Regions from separate parts of the Cydia pomonella genome. Here region 1 is linked to region 2. A link is a contact called in public Hi-C data. All regions are on one chromosome and are shown on one strand. Each heading gives the region's core, a stretch centred on a gene start, on an enhancer-like site or on the middle of the called end of the contact. The rest is flanking DNA. Distances are from core to core; before and after follow the strand shown. Region 1 holds the start of LOC133521909. Region 2 holds the start of LOC133521925 (synaptogyrin).

Region 1 (2,700 bases), core at 160-2,659, 450 kb before region 2:
TATGGCCAAAGAAACTGATGTTTTTCTTTAGTAAGGCTTATTATTAAATGACTTGCTTTTCTAATTTCTAAGGCAATCCAGAAAAGTGTTGGGTGTGTGACATAGTTTTTTAACACTTCTGATAAAGCTAAAGCGAGACATAGACTAGCAAGTACGGTCACATCTGAAAATATTGATACAAAAAAAGTGCCAAAAATATGTACGACTTTACTTTATTGCCCATATATTAAGGTAGTGTATACATATTTCTGACACATTTTTTGTATCAATATTTTCAGATGTAACTGTACTTGCATGCAATTTATGTTACATTGCCGACTAAGGTTAATTGCATTCAAAACGTTGATCAGATACCGCAATGTAATGAAAATTCTTCGTAAATCTCACTTCTAAACCTCACTTAAGTTAAGAAGCCGATATAACGCATGATAATGTTTGATAACTTAGCTTTAAATTTAGCATGTGATACAGATTTCTGCAGGTTATTAAGGTAGCTGCCATATGCACCATGTCCCCAACAAAGTTGACTTTGTGGAATGCCCCATGGAAAGGCTGCTTTTGAGACTAAGGCACCATATAGCCCATTACTAACCTTTATTCAAGAGTTGTTTCAGTTATATAGGTATTATTTAATTGACTTCAGTATTACGTAGTATTATCTTTAAAAGGGAGTTTAAATTAAAAAGGCAAAATGGCAAATTTTTTTAAAAATAAACCATTTTAGAATTTTCCCAAATGTGGTTAGTAGATTATCAGTAGTACTTAGTAGGAACATTATACAGTGACAATGAATCAATATTTAATGTCACCAAATTTGAGTAAAAACACTTCTTTAACCGCATATTTATCATTTCCGTAATTAAATAAAAAAATACTTACCACTTTTCTATGCGTTCGACTTCTACGATGTGCCTACGAGCTTCCAATGAACTCTGTATCTGTTTTTGTTCCAACCAAGAACCATTAGGGATTATATCCTTCAAGCCTAACTCAGGTAAAGAACTATTGACCTTTTTCGCTCCCTGAATAACAAGCTCCTCACCGCTAAAAACATTAAAACCGTTATCAATTTTTGCAAATTTAATCCTCGTAGTAACATGATAAACGTTGTTTAACTATACTTACGATAGCATCTTAAACTTATCCATATTATCAATAGTAAACTTATTTATAGGTAGAAACAACAATTGTCAACAATATTACACTTATTCGTGTAATAATTCATTTTATAACTAACGCAATTAACGCAAATACATTACACCGACAACGAAGCCAACGAAGGGTTATTGTTTTTATGACGTCTGTCAAAAAAAGAACAGTGTTGCGTGTGCACGAAAATTAAAAAGGCTATACACTATTGGGCTCTACAGGCGGTTGCTATAATCTGGCAAACTCATTTGTGAGTAGAAGAAATCAACCCTTTGCGCCTATATTTTTTCAATTTACCGTTTTCTTTACTGACGGAAACGGCTTATTCAAACTATATATATACGTAATTTTTTTTATACCACGTCGGTGGCAAACAATCATACGGCCCGCCTGATGGTAAGCAGTCACCGTAGCCTATAGACGCCTAAACTATATTTATCAACACATAACTATTTCTTAATAACAGAGTTACAGAGCTATAGCCGGTTAAACAAATTTGTCAGTAGAAAAAGGCGTGAATTTAAAATTTGGGACGAATGGGATGATAACCACCTATAGTGAGATTTTTCTAACATCACATATTTGACACATGACAGCACCCATATAATGTAAATGTGTATGATCCATTCACATAATTAAAAACAAAACCACGCAATTATAATATGTCTTTCGTTACCACTTAAACTACACTCACTTTTTGAATGTAATTTGTGAAGTATGTTCTACTTTAACATACCTTCTTATTTTTAGAAGACTAATTGTCTATGACAGTCGTTGCCGTGGAGGCAATTATCTAAGGAAAAATATGTCTGTCAAATGATACATCAATATTCTCAAAAACATATTTAAGTAATTGTACTAAGACTTATTAAATATATAATTATAAAATGCTTCATTTTCTTCTATTATGAATAAACAAAGTTCTCACTTACGCCACAGTCACACTTCAAGGTGAGATCTTTATATGGTAGCAGAGGTGAAACTGTGAGTACCAAGTCGAAATGTCGAACATAAAAATCGATCCACTCACGAATAATAATTACGACACTTGGGTAATTCAAGCCGAAGCCGTCCTAGTACGACATAAATTATTTAAATATGTTGAGAAAGCCTTGACTGCTGATGCATCTGCCGATGAAAAAGAAAAGGATAGATTAGCGAAATCTGAGCTCATCCTAATTATCGCTCCGTCCGAGCTTAAACAAATTAAAAACTGCGGCACTGCAAAACAAGTATGGGACAAATTAAAGAATACTTATGCCAGTACGGGACCTGCTCGTAAAGCGACCCTACTTAAACAGCTGATCCTGACTAAATTAGACAACCAAGATGTACGAGCACACTTGAACAAGTTTATGGACACAGTTGACAAGCTGGCTGATATGGATGTTACTATAAACGAAGACTTATTAACCATCATGATGTTATACAGTCTTTCCCCCGAATATGAGAACTTCAGAGTCGCTATAGAAGCGCGTGACACTCTTCCTAAGCCAGATGAGCTTAAAACGAAAATACTAGAAGAGTTTGAAGCCCGTCATAACCATAACA
Region 2 (2,700 bases), core at 187-2,686:
TGGAAGGTGCTAGACCTGTTACAGGAGTCATTTATTTTCGCAAATTACTTCCCACATGTTCTGCGTCGAACTAGTCAAAATTAAACGAGTGACGGCCACTGAACGCCATGTTCTAATGGAGCAGCTTATTACATTCTTATTTATAGTTGAGTTCTTATTTGAATAAATATATTTGTAATATTCTAAAATGTGAGTCTTCATTTACCTTTACCGCACAACAGCTTCCCCTATTTAGGCTCTACACAGAATAATTCCCTTTCATGAGTAAAAGTAAAGTATCATGAATAGAGTAGTCTCTTGATTTTTCATTTCGCAAAAAAAAATTATATGACAATTTTTAACAATTATTATATCGCATAATTTTCATCATATTGAGTGTTACTTGATTCTTTCTGAACGATTCAACAACAACTCAAATTTTATGAAGTAAACGCGACTATAGGGTTTTTATGGTTTTCTTTCGTTTAAGAAGTAACTAGGTATGAATTTCGTTGACGATCCGATTACCAGCCTACAATAAATATTAACTTGTCTTTATGACACAATATCAACACACTAGCATATTATCATCTGAAATAGATGTTATATACTAAAGAAAAAACTGCAAAAACTGGCCAAAAGCCGAATCATGTAGCGTCGTATTCATAATGATGAATCCAAGCACGACGACGCCTGGTTTACACTTTTAAAATAGAAACGCATGAGGCGCCACGAGCAGGCCTCCAACCCTCGCCCACCTGGGGGAGCATACACCTGCCGCGTGTGTGGATGAGGTATCTTCTTTCGCATAGGGCTATACAGCTACGGACGCATGTATCGTTTAAATGAAGTAATTATGTATTCAGAATAACCATCGTTTACAAAAGAACCTTTTCCTCAAAATTTCATATATATCGCAGATACAGAGCAAACAACAAAAGATTCTTCATCCGTTACGATTTGGTTTGACATTATTAGCCTGAATATTTGAGTTGCATTGTTTTCCTTAGTATAGTGAAACAAAAAACACAAAAGTACTTAATGTAGACTTGTAGAGCCGCATTTGCGTCAATAAGGCGTAGTTACGTACCTACTGACTAAAAGTTAACTGAAGTTAGTAAACTTAACTACTACCACCAATACATGAGGTAACCGAGAATAGTCTAAAAACAAATCGTACCTATGATCAAAATAGTAGGACAAGTGTTACATGAGCCGGTAGACCTCGAGCTCTATCGAAACCCTTATATATATGTCGGTAGGACGGTAGGTAAGCTTAAGCACCCACTTAACCCACTACACACATTCAAAACAAATATAGGTATGTGTAATTTATTACACACAATCGCACATTATTTTCGGATAGAAAATCAAACCGGAGCGATCATTACAAGTCGGTAATAATAGAGTGGGACCAAATAGGTTAGATGCCTAGAGATACCTAGGTCAAATGAGTTTTCCAATTTCTGAAACGTAAAAATAGCTGACAGCCAAAAAACTATTGTAAAAAGAAGAAAATATATAATACCAATACAACTTACAATTATCCTAAATAAAAGTTACAGTAGAACCTGAGAAAAACCGATAAACGGAATTTACCTAAATTACACTTCCCTATCATCTTGAAAAACTGTAAGTAGTACTATGGTTGTCCTCCGCAACCTACATTTTCATTCACTGCCGCTTTCCTGAAAACCTGTTTACCGCTTTACGATTGGCCAATAACTCGACAGCTATGATTTCGGCCAATGAGCGCGAGCCATGGCCGATCAATGTCGGAGCGTAACCACAGAGAACAGAGTTGTTGTAGATTTTCCTGATGTCATACGTCTAGCGAATGTTGTGTGCGCGATCGATAATACAAATTGGTTTTCGAAGTTTGGGGAGGTCATATTGTCTTTGAGCTTTTAATGGACGTTAAGAGTTGGTGTGGAAGGTATTGAAAGTAATTAGAAAAGTGCAATAATGGATTCGACCGGTGCATACGGCGGAGGGAAAGCTGGGGGTGCGTTCGACCCTCAAGCCTTCATTCAAAGACCTCCTGTAATCGTCAGGGCGGTTTGTTGGGTATGTCATTTACGTTACACCTGCTAATATAATCAATGAAACGTTTAACATGAACATTTCTGTGTTGATACCCGTTTTATATTTGTTTTTAAAAGTTTATATTATTTTTTTAAGATTATTCCTTGAACACACCCACTAAAGATTCCAAATTAAAACTTAGTTTTATACGTATATGGTTATTTTTAATAAAAAAATAAATTATTTTACTAGTAACAATACCTACTATTAAAGCATATCAAATTACATGTAGATGCATATTCTTACATTTAAATGCATTTTCACGTTGATCACATGACCACCTTTGAACGTGTATTGAATAAGTAAACTTCACGGTAGCTAAACACATAATGGCTATTGTCAGAACTTAATTATGGCCATTGTTCAGGTATATTTGGATTAAAGTTATGTAAACATTTGTTCATAAAAGTTATAGTGTGGCCAAGGTCTCATAACAGTCATAAAAATAGAAAAGTGATTCAAATTATAAACATACATTTATTAATTGAAACCTAATTACAATTTATTCAATTGAAATTAAAATAAATGGTTCTGTGTTTATTTTAAAACATGTTCTATAAATCTTAAGCTGTTTTTCTGACTAATTGATTCAAATAATGTCCTAGTTATAAAAAATGTGGTTTAAGCTGGGCAGAA

Evidence for each region. Hi-C and Micro-C count contacts between places; a contact is called where the count stands out from the background.
Region 1: a contact with region 2 is called in a Hi-C map of whole body, with 2.3 times the contacts expected there. The contact joins the promoter of LOC133521909 here to the promoter of LOC133521925 in region 2. A contact is called at or near these places in 2 of 2 Hi-C or Micro-C datasets (both in whole body).

The regions. Positions count from the first base shown.
Region 1 is chr10:6,261,309-6,264,008 of ilCydPomo1, reverse strand. It overlaps LOC133521909, which reads right to left and starts at 1,409. Exons shown (of 5, transcript XM_061857028.1): 1 at 1,126-1,409; 2 at 880-1,044. The coding sequence starts at 1,148.
Region 2 is chr10:5,807,388-5,810,087 of ilCydPomo1, reverse strand. LOC133521925 (synaptogyrin) reads left to right here and starts at 1,436. Exons shown (of 5, transcript XM_061857066.1): 1 at 1,436-2,046. The coding sequence starts at 1,945. It overlaps LOC133521915 (caskin-2), which reads left to right. Exons shown (of 11, transcript XM_061857040.1): 11 at 1-188.